2 separate regions of the Muntiacus reevesi genome follow, and region 2 is linked to region 1. A link is a contact called in public Hi-C data. All regions are on one chromosome and are shown on one strand. Each heading gives the region's core, a stretch centred on a gene start, on an enhancer-like site or on the middle of the called end of the contact. The rest is flanking DNA. Distances are from core to core; before and after follow the strand shown.

Evidence for each region. A called contact is a pair of places that touch in the nucleus more often than the background predicts.
Region 2: a contact with region 1 is called in a Hi-C map of muscle, with 3 times the contacts expected there. The contact joins the promoter of UBAP2 here to the promoter of NOL6 in region 1. A contact is called at or near these places in 2 of 3 Hi-C or Micro-C datasets (blood and muscle).

The regions. Positions count from the first base shown.
Region 1 is chr10:7,829,264-7,836,066 of mMunRee1.1, reverse strand. It overlaps NOL6 (nucleolar protein 6), which reads left to right and starts at 2,561. Exons shown (of 26, transcript XM_065947415.1): 1 at 2,561-2,666; 2 at 3,783-3,989; 3 at 4,077-4,193; 4 at 5,820-5,999; 5 at 6,329-6,497; 6 at 6,739-6,803. The coding sequence starts at 3,786. It overlaps LOC136143960 (U6 spliceosomal RNA), which reads left to right and starts at 1,114; the gene lies at 1,114-1,220.
Region 2 is chr10:8,051,321-8,058,123 of mMunRee1.1, reverse strand. UBAP2 (ubiquitin associated protein 2) reads left to right here and starts at 2,449. Exons shown (of 29, transcript XM_065901575.1): 1 at 2,449-2,469.

The DNA of each region.
Region 1 (6,803 bases), core at 1,312-3,811:
ACATATGTATGTTTAGTTTGTGACTATCCAAGGTGTATCCTTGAGGTATGTGAATTTTTCCATATGTGTGTTGTGCATGGGTGCTCAGTGGTGTCTGACTCTGCGACCACATGGATTGTAGCCCGCCAGGTGCCTCTGCCCATGGAATTTTCCAGGCAAGAATACTGAAGGGGGGTTCCCATTTCCTACTCCAGGAGATCTTCCTGACACAGGGATTGAACCCAGATCTCTTATGTATTTTGCCTTGGCAGGCAGAGTCTTTACCACTGCACACTTCAACAAAAAAGATTTAAAGAAAAAGCTATCGAATGAAACTATGCTATATTCTTCAAAACTGTTGTTAGGGGGAAAAATGGACTTCCCTGGCAGTCCAGCAGTTAAGATTCTGCATTTCCCATGCACGGGGCAAGGGTACCATCCCTGATCAGAGAACTAAGATCCCACATGCTGCACAGCGTGGCAAAACCAAAAACCAACACATCCACACACACAACAAAAAACAAAAAAGGGAGAGAATATGTTCCAGATTAATTCACACTGAGAGGGAAAAAAAAGATGATGCCTAAATAGATGCCTGATCCTGAACCAGGAGATAAAACTCTACTATGTAAAGGGTATTATTGAAATAACTGGCAAAGTGTGAATATGGGCTTTATATGATAGTATTGAATGAAAGTTACATTTCTTGAATTTTATAATTGAATTATGACTACAAAAAGGGCAGGGAAGCCTGGCTTGCTTCAATCCATGGGGTTGCAGAGTCGGACACGACTGAGCGACTGAACTGAACTGAACCGAAGAGATAGTCCTGGGGGTTCCCAGGTGGTGCTAGTGGTTAAGAACCAGGCTGCCAACGGGCAGGAGACCTAAGAGAGGCGGGTTTGATCCATGAATCAGGAAGATCCCCTGGAGGTGGGCATGGCAACCCACTGCAGTATTCTTGCCCAGAGAATCCCAGTGACACAGGAGTCTGTCAGGCTACAGTCAGTACGGTTGCAAAGAATGGGACAAGACTGAAGTGACTTAACACACACATACACAAAATGAATAAACTCAAGACATATTTTGCAAGTAGGATTGACGAGATCGGTTAATTGATAAAGCGAGAAGAGTGTGCTCACTTCGGCAGCACATATACTAAAATTAGAACGATACAGAGAAGATTAGCATGGCCCCTGCACAAGGATGACACGCAAATTCGTGAAGCGTTCCATATTTTTAAAAATATACAAGCAACTCCTGCAGCTCAAGTCCAGAAAAATAAATGACCCAATCAAAAAATGGGCCAAAGAACTAAACTAAACTAAGAAGACATACAGATGGCTAACAAACGCATGAAAAGATGCTCAACATCACTCATTATCAGAAAAATGCAAATCAAAACTACAATGAGGTACCATTACACGCCAGTCAGGATGGCTGCTATCCAAAAGTCTACAAGCAACAAATGCTGGAGAGGGTGTAGAGAAAAGGGAACCCTCTTACACTGCTGGTGGGAATGCAAACTAGCACAGCCGCTATGGAGAACACTGTGGAGATTTCTTAAAAAACTGAAATTAGAACTGCCATATGACCCAGCAATCCCACTTCTGGGCATACACACCAAGGAAACCAGATCTGAAAGAGACACGTGTACCCCAATGTTCATCGCAGCACTGTTTATAATAGCCAGGACATGGAAGCAACCTAGATGCCCATCAGCAGACGAATGGATAAGAAAGCTGTGGTACATATACACCATGGAATATTACTCAGCCATTAAAAAGAATTCATTTGAATCAGTTCTAATGAGATGGATGAAACTGGAGCCCATCATACAGAGTGAAGTAAGCCAGAAAGATAAAGACCAATACAGTATACTAACGCATATATATGGAATTTAGAAAGATGGTAATGATAACCCTATATGCAAAACATAAAAAGAGACACAGATGTACAGAACAGAATTTTGGACTCTGTGGGAGAAGGCAAGGGTGGGATGTTTCGAGAGAACAGCATCGAAACATGTATATTATCTAGGGTGAAACAGATCACCAGCCCAGGCTGGATGCATGAGACGGGTGCTCGGGCCTGGTGCACTGGGAAGACCCAGAGGAATCGCGTGGAGAGGGAGGTGGGAGTGGGGATCGGGATGGGGAGTGCATGTGGATCCATGGCTGATTCATGTCAGTGTATGACAGGGGCCACTGCAATGTTGTAATTAGCCTCCAACTAATAAAAATAAATGGAAAAAAATAAAAATAAAAATAAAACTGACTTTAAGATAAAAAAAAAAAGCAAGAAGAGAAATCACTTACGTAAACAAACCCTCCCCCAAGGCCCAAGCTAGCCCCGCCCTTTCCCTGGTGTTCCAAGAGGAGGAAGTGAGGAAACGGAAGCAACCGCCAAGTTACCGGCAAGCTTCCTGTCTGGCGTCGCAAAGAGGCCGTAAATCGGAGAACTCTGTTTGGCCCCTCCCCCATAATGGGCGGTCCTGGAGAGTGACAGAAACCAATGGCGAGAGACTCGTCAGGCACTCACCCAATGGCTCTGGAACTGGGCGGGGTTCTTTGCCATGAGGCTTCCTAACGCTGGTACCCGCGTTTCTGCCGAGGTTTGGTCATTTCTGCCAACGTGGGTGGAATCTCTACAGAGCAAGTGGACTTTAAACCCAAAGTGCGAGAGCAGTACGTGAGGGATGGGCCCCGCACCTGCGAGAGCGGAGCATCGCGGAACTGCTGGGGAGCCGGAGGTGGGCGAGCGGCCTGGGAGGAAGGGATGCGCAGCGTGCCGGAGACAGCAGAACCTAACAGCTTGCTAGCGAGGGGCACGAGAGTGGCCCCTTAAGGCAGAGCCTCATTTTCCCCGATGCTTCCAGCTTAGGATACCGAGACAGGGCTTGCCAAGGGAAATAGAACTTGGCTTTACCTGCCAAGTAGTAAAGTCTATGGACCGTCTCTGTTCGTTAGCTCTACACCTTGAGATTGAAGAGACCCGCCCCCATTCCCTTCCGCGGCTTGGGTCTTTCCCCTAAGTCCTTGTGGACTTTGGGCAGGATTTTCTCCCCTCCTGTGTCTAGTTTTGTGCTCCCCACGTGGTGGCAGTCCTGGTGCGCTACAGTAAGGCTCTTCCGGCTGTGGAACCATGGAGGGGGGCGGAGCCCAGGCTGCAGGGTAGAAGGTTTGGGATCTCGCAGACCAGGGTTTGAAGCCTGCTCACAGTTTAATCATACCGACTGGAACCACAAGCTCAACGGAGCTTCGTTCAGTTGTTTGTTTTCTGTTAGTATTATTATAAGGATTGAATGATTTATTGAGTATATCCTTCAGAGCCAGTAGGCTCCATCACTGAGCACTTAATGTATACTGATATAGCCTATAGTCAGGGCTTGCTGGGGCAGGGGGTGCGTGTGTGACCTGGCAGGATTTGGACAGAGCAAGAGTGGATTTGGCATTTGCTACGTTCCATAATTAACTCAGCAGAAGAGAAGGTCTTGTTACTTGGAAGTACAAGAAGCTCAGTTATTGCTTCCAGGGCCCATTCAGCTACTACCCTTACTGACTCCAAGCAGAGCTACATGCTGTTAGATAGATGGGAACCCTCAACTCAAGGAGTTTTCAGTCTAGAGCTCAATAAATTCTTTTAACTAAAAATTATTCTGAGTTTTACACAATCTGATTCCTGTTCAAGAGAGACCAGGAGCAGGTGAAGCCTTTACCTGCATCTGGTCCTGGTGGCTCGACAGGCAGTGGATGCTGGGTGTCTGTGATGTCACCCTGGCTTCTCTCTCTCATTGGCCACAGGTGATGGAGTCAGCTCTGGAAGGCACAGGCAAAGAGGGGAAGAAGGAATCCTTAAAGAAACGTAAGATAGCTGTGTCTCCAGGAGAGGGCCTCCTGCAGCCTGTGAAGCTCAGCCGGGCAGAACTGTACAAGGAACCTACCAATGAGGAGCTCAGTCGCCTTCGGGAGACTGAGAGTCTGTTCCATTCCAGCTTGCTTCGTTTACAGGTACTGTTGGGTGGTTGGGGCTTGGATTAGAGGGATGGGCTGAGAGCCTGAGGCTGAAGTGCTACTTTCTCCTGCACCATCTTACAGGTAGAGGAGTTACTAAAGGAAGTGAGGCTGTCAGAGAAGAAGAAAGAGCGGATTGATGCTTTCCTACGGGAGGTCAACCAGCGGATCATGAAGGTGCCCTCAACCCCTGAGACAGAGGTAAGTCAAGTAGTGGGGGGAACTGGAAAGCCCAGTAAAGGTCCTCAGGGACCTTGCTATTCTTTGAAGGGGATGGGGTGCTAGGGAGCTCATTCGCACTGCCAGAAGGCTCAGCTGGGAGTGCAGTCACTTATTGTTCATTCAGCAAACACTTATGTGCCTTGCAGTAGTTGTGTTCTTAGGATGTGTTGTGCTTAGTCGCTCAGTAGTGTCCGATTCTTTGCGACCCCGTGGACTGTAGCCTCCCAGGCTCCTCTGTCCATGGGGATTCTCCAGGCGAGAATACTGGAGTGGGTTGCCATGCCCTCCTCCAGGGGTTCTTAGGATACATCAGTGAGCAAAGCAGCCTGTGTTCTAGTGTTGGAATATGGACAATAATATAATGAACATGACAAGTAAACTGTATGACAGTGTTAGAAAGTGGTGGTAAGCACTATGGACAAAGGAAGAAGGACACATTAAGGGGCTCATGGGAATATCAGAGGATGAGAGTGGTTGGCAACTTTAAATAGGGTGGTTGAGGTAGGCCTTACTAAAGTGACATTTGTGTAAAGAAAGTGAGTCAGCCATATAGATATTTAAGGGAAGAAGAACATTCCAGGAAGGGGAAACAGCCAACACAGAGGCTCAAAGGCAAGAATAGGTCTGGTACTTCCTTGGAATGAGTGAAGGGAAGATAGAAGGAGGTGAGTTTAGGAAGGTAATGGAGGAAGCGGGTATATCATGCAGGGCCTTGTGCATCAGAACAAGGACTTTGAGCTGTTGCTTTGGGGCTTCCCTGGTGGCTTAAATGGTAAAAAATCTGCCTGCAACACAGGAGACCTGAGTTTGATCCCTGGGTTAGGAAGATCGCCTGGAGAAGGGAATGGCAACCTACTCCAGTATTCTTGCCTGGAGGATTCCATGGACAAAGGAGCCTGGCAGGGCTACAGTCCACGGGGCTGCAAAGAGTCAGATACAACTGAGGGACTAACACTCTGGGTGAGCTGGGGATAATGACAGTGTTTTGTTTTTGTTTTGTTTTGTTGTTGTTTTATAAAGTGATTCTGTGATCTAACTTCAGTTTTAAGAAGTTCACCCAGACTATTAAAAGTAGAATGGAGGGGAACAAAGATGAAATCAGGGAGACTAGTTAGGAACCTGTTGTGCAGTAATCCACTGCAAAATGGCTCCGACTAGGATAGAGTAGAGAAGTGATCAGTGTCTGGATACCTTTGAAAAGTGAAATGGGTGTTTGTTTCCTCTTAACCTTTATTTATTTATAAATAAATTAAGGCTGCACTGGGTCTTAGTGGTGGTATGCTCACCCTTAGTTGCAGCTTGTGTGATCTAGTTCCCTGACCAGGGATTGAACCCATACCCCCTGCATTGGGAGTGCAGAATCTTAGCCACTGTACCATCAGGGAAGTCCCCAAATGGGAGTTCTTAACAGAGATGAGTCAAGGTGATTTAAACATTTTTAGCTTGAGCAGCTAGTATGGAGTTGCCTTAATGGGGAAGACATATAGGAAGATCAGGAGTTTGGTTTCAGATGTTTTGACATGCTGAATTTGAGATGTCTACTAGACATTAAGGGGATGTGTTAGGAAGGTAATCAAATATGTGTCACTGTCTCTGTTTCCGCAGCTGACCAACCAGGCATGGCTCCCAGATGGGGTTCAAGTCCCTATCCACCAAGTGCCCTATACTGTGAAGGGCCGTTTCCATTTCCTGCCCCCAGCCCAGGTCACTGTTGTGGGAAGTTACCTTTTGGGCACCTGCATCCGGCCGGACATCAATGTGGATGTGGCACTGACCATACCCAGGGTAAGATCCAGAGTTTGGGATGGAGAGGTCTGCCATTCCACCACCTACAAATCCTGGATCCCTTTCTTTTTCCCACCTCCCATTTGCCAGAGGATTGAAATTTGAATTTTGAATCTAAAGAACAGACCACTGCAGTTGTCCTGACGGAGCAGCACTTTGCCTTCCTCATCCAAGATGTGGTGTTGCTGGCCTTGACTTTGGCGTCCTCGCCAGCAGATGGGGTTGCCAAGCTGTGCTCTCACCTTGGCTTCATCTTGGCCCCCAAGTCCTCCATCAGCAAGCAATTAAGCGACTTGGCCGTCTCTCTCTCTTCTCCTGACCCCCTCTAGGAGATCCTACAGGACAAGGATGGGCTGAACCAGCGCTATTTCCGCAAGCGTGCCCTCTACCTGGCCCACTTGGCTCACCACCTGGCCAAGGACCCACTTTTCGGCAGTGTTCGCTTTTCCTACACCAATGGCTGCCACCTGAAACCCTCGCTGCTGCTGCGGCCTCACGGTGGGAGGCACACGCTGGGTGGAAGGCACAGCATGGGGTGATGGACAGATCTGGTAGGGGAGGCACAGGGGCCTTAAGTCCATGGTGAGAGAAGACTTGGGCCTCAGGTCTCAGGGGAAAGATATTGGAACCTCAAATTCTGAGGTCAGGGCAGGCATGGGACCCTTGTGGGGGGATAGTGCAGGGGCTTCTCTGACTCCAGGGCAGCTGCAGGGTCTCAGCATCACCCGTCTCCCCCCAGGGAAGGATGAGCATTTGGTCACCATCCGTCTGCATCCCTGCCCTCCACCCAACTTCTTCCGCCCG
Region 2 (6,803 bases), core at 1,200-3,699, 220 kb before region 1:
AATGTCAAAGAAGGCTCAAACTACCATACAATTGCACTCATCTCACATGCTAGCAAAGTAATGTTCAAAATTCTCCAAGCCAGGCTTCAACAGTACTTGAACCGTGAACTTCCAGATGTTCAAGCTGGATTTAGAAAAGGCAGAGGAACCAGAGATCAAATTGTCAACATCCACTGGATCATCAAAAAAGCAAAGGAGTTCCAGAAAAACATCTGCTTTACTGTCTATGCTAAAGTCTTTGACTGTGTGGATCACAACAAACTCCGGAAAAATTTTCAAGGGATCGGAATACCAGACCACCTTACCTGCCTCCTGAGAAATCTGTTTGCACATCAAGAAGCAACAGTTAGAACTGGACATGGAACAACAGACTGGTTCCAAATCGGGAAAGGAGCATGTCAGGCTGTATATTGTCACCCTGCTTATTTAACTTATATGCAGAGTACATCATGAGAAATGCTGGACTGGATGAAGCATAAGCTGTAATCAAGATTGCCAGGAGAAATATCAATAACCTCAGATATGCAGATGATACCACCCTTATGGCAGGAAGTGAAGAGGAACTAAAAAGCCTCTTGATGGAAGTGAAAGAAGACAGTGAAAAAGCTAGCTTAAAAGTCAACATTCAAAAAACTAAGATCTTGGTCCCATCACTTCATGGCAAATAGATGGGGAAACAATGGAAGCAGTGACAGATTTTATTTTGGGGGGCTCCAAAATCACTGCAGAGAGTGACTGCAGCCATGAAATTAAAACATGCTTGTTTCTTGGAAGAAAAGCTATGATCAGCCTAGACAGCATATTAAAAAGCAGAGACATTACTTTGCCAACAAAGGTCTGTCTAGTCAAAGCTATGGTTTTTCCAGTAGTCATGTATGGATGTGAGTTGGACTATAAAGAAAGCTGAGCACCAAAGAATTGATGCTTTTGAACTGTGGTGTTGGAGAAGATTGGAGAGTCCTTTGGACTGCAAGGAGATCCAACCAGTCCATCCTAAAGGAGACCAGTCCTGAATATCCATTGGAAGGACTGATGCTGAAGCTGAAACTCCACTACTTTGGCCACCTGATGTGAAGAACTGACTCACTGGAAAAGTCCCTGATGCTGGGCAAGATTGAAAGCAGGAGGAGAAGGGAAGAACAGAGGATGACATGGTTGGACGGCATCACTGATTCAATGGACACCAGTTTGAGTAAGCGCCGGGAGTTGGTGATGGACAGGGAAGCCTGGCGTGCAGCAGTCCATGGGGTTGCAAAGAGTCGAACACGAATGAACAACTGAACTGAACCGAGTCTATTAGTAATTAGCAAGTTAGTAATCAGCATAGCATCCTACGCAAATATCACTTTATGCTTAACTCCCTTTTCACCTTTATTAAACCTGTTGTGTCTGAAGGGTATATACAAGGTGTGACTATGATTACTAATATTTATTGAGGGATTGCGTGCATGCTAAATTGCTTCAGTCCTGTCCGACTCTTACTACTCTGTGCCAAAGTGCTACTTCACATAATCGCATTTAATTTCACAAGCAGGTGAAATGTTGTCACAAAGTAATGCTCGAATTGCGGCGAGGCCTGCTGGGCTCCAAACTCCGTGTGTCTAACCAGTTTCGGATATGCCTGTGAGGATCCAATAGGCCAGTAAAAGAGAAAAGACTAAAAAACACTGTGCCGTAATTATGACCCACTATTCTTTACGCTTAATTCTTGGAGTTAAAACAGGTGAGGTCACTTTGAGAGGCAGGTTATTCAGTTTGGAAATAGAAAATTTGGATTTGGGCCAGTTCAGCTGGGAAACTGAATTCTTGCTCTACGCTTAAAACCGGGACAATTTCTGCCTCAAAGGGTTGAGTCTATGACTTAATAAAGAAGTTGTATGACGACCGACAAGAGTAGGCTTTTCAACAAATTGTAGTCTTTTCAGGCTGAAGAGGCTTGGGAATGCAGAATTCAAGCCCTCATTGAACAGGGCAGATGCTGCGAGGTCCGCCCGCCCCGTGGAGGTGCTTCCTGAATCCCGCCGGGCTCAGCGGCTACCTCGGCGAGCCGTTGGCATTTTCCCGCGCAGGGAACGGGGCGGAGCGCGAGCCCGGGAACGTGGTCGCAGAACCCCACGCCTCGCCGGAACTACATCTCCCAGGAGGAGGGATGCTCAGCCACCCGGCAGGCGGCGCCCACTGTTATTAGTCTCAGGTGATAGCCCTCCACTTTCCGCCTCGGCCTTCCCTCGGACCGAAGTCAGAGGCGCACCATCTAACGAACCCAGGAGGGAAGGATGTGGTGGTGGGTGCCTGACGTTTGGGAGTCGCAGTCCCCTCGCCCAAGGTTTGGGAGCCTGGGTTTGTCTTGAGTGGTCGGACCACACCACGTGATGACGGAAAGGCGGCCGTAGGCAGGGGAGCGACCTGAGGTGCCTTGTGAGGTCATCACACAGCGACGACGAGCTGTTCTTGGGCATCCTGGACGCGGTGGGTAGTACGTCTCTGAGAACTCCGAGTTCGAGAAACTCCATAAAATCTCCCTCGTTGACTCCATCTGCGTGCCCTTCCCTGACCCGCAGCTGTTGGCCTCTTGGGGTGTGAGTCGGGGGTGGTGGCTACAGGAAACAACGCGCTCAGTAGGCGGGCTGATGAGCCGCGCGGCTAGCTACGTGTGTTGGCTCCTCCTTCAGCCGTGACGCGGGGGTCACGTGACGGGCCGGGCCGACTCTGCCGCCGCCGCCGCTTTGTAAGAGGCACATTGGCAGGTAACGAGCGGCGGCGGCGGCGGCGGCGGCGGGTCCCGGGTCCAGCGAGAGCGGCAGCGGTAATTGGCACCTTCTCTCTCTCCTTCCCCGTTCCAGCTCCTTGAGCGCTACAGCTTGCGCTTAGTAGACGTGGGTTCAGCTCTTCTTTCCTCCAGAGCCCTTTCTACTGCCCGAGCGTCCACCCTGAGGTTGGGCCGAGCTACCCTCGCCGGCTTCGTGCGTCCTTAGTTCGTCCAGGCCTGGGTGCTGTCCTTCCTCTCCGCCGCTGTTTGTCCGGCGCCCCTTTCTGCCTACCCCTTCCTAGTCAGCCCAGCCCCACCCAGCCCCAGGGGGCGCCTACCCCTCCCCCCTTCGGGTTTCTGTCCTGGAGGGTGTGGTTTTCTCACACCGTTGTCCCTTCCTGCCTGTCCGCTCGAGCTCCCGCGCCTCGCTGTCGCTGACCACCTTTCCGCGTTCACGCCTGTCGCTAGTCCTGGAACTGGACATCTCAGAGCCCAACTTCTGCACACACTCGGCTTTCTCGGCAGCCCGGAGGCATAGTTCAGTTCTACTTCTCTTCCTCACTCTGGAAGGCTTTGGTGCCAGACTCTCGGGATACCGTTCTCCTCCTCGGTCCTAGTTCCTGTAGGCTGGCTGTGTCACGGTTGTTCTTTAGTGTAGGTTTGAGAGGGGGTTTGTAAACTTAAAGCGCTCTCTTATTTTATTCCAAATGTTATTCTTTTCCTTGGTGCATTGCATCTCAGTTCTCTTTGCCGCTGAATCACTTTTCCCACTCGGCATTCCCACCTTTTCCCCTGGGTTTTCAATCTAATTAGTTGTCCAGGTATCTCAGGTACTATCACTGTTCTCACCGCTCTAGTCTCTTCCTTGTTATCTCTAGGAGTTAGTTGATTCCATCATCATTCTTGTTATTTCCTCTTTGACCTAATCCTGTAGTTTACTTCCACCTCTGTTGGATATTGTTTCTGCGTGTATTCAAGGTGTCTCCGCCAGTATTTAGCCTTACTGTGTTCTGCCCTTGTGTGCCGTTAACAATTGAGAACTTTTAAAGGTCTCCACAGGATACCTAAAGATCATCTTTTATTTGAAGGGCATATAATTCACTTTTTGAGTGAACCCAATTGCTATATATTTTCTCTTTGATTATAATAATACTTTTAAAATCAAAGGTGTGTCAGTAGTTAGTGTGTTCCTCACTTTTCCACTATGAGTTGTACATTCATAATTTTTAGTTGTAGTTTAGTTTGTCTAATAAAAGTGGAAGGAAGGTGAGTGTAATCCTAAGGATTGGGTGACTCTTGGGGTGGGATCTGTCTCAGGAAAGGGAATATATTTGCTGGAGATGAAGGGTCTTCCCGTACCCCAGCATCTCTTACTTGCAGAGCCCTTGGTTAAGACTGCCCTCTCATTGCGGTGGCACCTTCACTTATCGAGGCAAAAGTGATTAGTTTTTCCCAAACTACTTTTCTGCTTGCTTCTAGTGTGTTCCTCCTGAGTTTGTCTCCTTAAGGCTAGTTGGCATGTGTGGTGAGATTTTTTCCCTCCACTCCTGTCCTCCTTGTTTCCCACAGCTCTGATTTCCTCCGTCTGCTTCCTTGTTTCTGACCTTCAGTAATTAAGAAAACGATTGAAAGAAGGGAGGTTTTTGTTATGATTGAAATATTTGACTGGAAGTGGTGGCATGGGAATGAGGCCATGGGAAAGGCTTGTGGTAATTGCCCCTGCTGCCTGTTTCCTGCCGCTCTGGTTTCCTCTGGCCTCTCTCTATACATGGGCTGGACCAGCAGTCTCAGAGAGCGCTGCCTTTGGAGCTGGGCTAGAACAACGGTCACTCCTCTGCTTCCCTTTCCTGGTAACCGGTCAGCCTGTGCAGTGCTCACCAGTGGTGTCTCTTGGTATTAGCCTGGGTGACTTTTATTGTTTGGTGAGACATGGTAGGAGAACCAGGAGGAGAATGGGTTTATTTCATTATTTGTGTTTTGACAGAAACTGGTTGCTATCTCTGCTCCCATGAGTATAAACTGCATATAGAGAGTATAAACCAGTCTTGAAGGTTTGAACTGGTCTGAAGAGAAGCCTTTACTTTTGAAGTGTTGACTCCCCAGTCCTCTTTAAAAATGAACACTTACTGTTAGATTTTGTTACTGTCATAAGAAACTTTTTGGGGTGTGTGTGTAAGTGCATTTTAAAGGATTAATGCCTGCTCAGAAGAAGTGGTCTGCACGAATTCACAGATTGCGAAGTTCCTTTGCTTTTATTATTTTTTAAAGTTTATTTTATTTATTTGGTTTTGATGGGTCTTTGTTGCTGCATGAGAGCTTTTCTAGTTGGGGTGAATGGTGGCTTCTCGTGGAGCACAGGCTGTAGGGAGCACAGGCTTTGATAGTGCTGGCACACAGGCTTAGTTGCCCTGTGGCCTGCAGGATCAAACCTGATCCAGTGATCACACTTGTGTCCCCTGCATTGACAGATTCTTAACCACTGGCCAATAGGAAAGTCCTCCTTTGATTTTAAACAAATCTATCTTTTATTTCTTCTTGTGAGGCAGCCATAAGTCAGCAATGATCAGTTAGCTCTTAGTTGTTAACGAGTATATGCAGTGTCCTTTAAAAGCTAAGTGATATGGCGCTGGTGGTGTTGACTGGTGAGAAGGTGGATCTCTGACAGAGCTTAGAAACCGTTGTTTTCTCTTTTTTCTTTTCCCCAAAAGGAGAGTGGGAATATAACTTGAAGTAAGGTCAAGAGAGGGACTATCACCTTATAAACCTGTGGTAGGTTTTGAAATATTTTTGACCCAATTATTGAGAGTCCCTTGGACTGCAGGGAGATCCAGCCTGTCAATTTTAAAGGAAATCAGTCCTGAATATTCATTGGAAGGACTGATGCTGAAGCTCAAGCTCCAATACTTCGGCCACCTGATTCGAAGAACTGACTCACTGGAAAAGACCCTGATGCTGGGCAAGATTGAAGGCGGGAGGAGAAGGGGACGACAGAGGATGAGATGGTTGGATGGCATCACTGACTCGATGGACATGAGTTTGAGCAAGCTCTGGGAGTTGGTGATGGACAGGGAAGCCTGGTGTGCTGCAGTCCGTGGGGTCGCAGAGTCGGACAGGACTGAGTGACTAAACTGAACTGATCAAGTGGACTTCTTTCTTTTTTCTTTAAGTCCAGGAATCAAATTAGTTTTGACAATTATAATGTCAGCTATGTATGCTGAAATTTCCTACTTTTAAAAAATTTTTATTGTTTTGGCCACGTTGAGTGTCGCGTGGGATCGTAAGTTTCCCCACCAGGGATTGAACCCGTGCCCCTACAGTGGAAGTGCAGAGTCTTAATCATTGGCCTGTCAGGGAAGTCCCCCTCCTACGCTCTGTTTGTTTTCTTGACAGTGTTTCTCTCAAAGATGCTTGCTCTGTACTTTTTAAAGAAAGTAAGTTATTTTAGTTTTGAAATTTCTTGGCCTAGGTTTTGAAGAACAGGCTTGTGAAATTCTGGCTGACATAGCATGTGTGTTATAGTGTGTTTCAGTTTTCAGAAAACTCATTTTCATACTGGAGTTGTGAGCTCAATTAAATTGAAACCCAGTTCACTGTTTGGAATTAATTTATGAAATGAGGCTTGGACCACAGAGTAGGTATTTCATTTAAGACTAGGCAGTGCTCTACTTTTAAAGGGTGTTAGCAATACATTGCTTGTTTTTTTTCATTTGGAACTCTAAAAATAATAGAACGTATGTTGATTAGATTAAACTTTGATTATTCTCAAGGATTTGTCGAGGAGAGAATTTTATTTGGATTTAGACTTGTTGCTATACCTTCATTTTTTTTGTTATTAACTTTTTATGTAAGTTGTCACATAGGAGCCTACTCATGTAAAGTTATGCTCTACATACATAACCACTAATACTTTATTTATTTGTCCACATCATGATATCTGGGGTGTTAGTTCTCTGACCAGGGACCAAACCCATGCCTTCTGCAGTGGAATTGTGGAGACCTAACCACTGGAGAAGGAAATGGCAACCCACTCCAGTGTCCTTGCCTGGAGAATCCC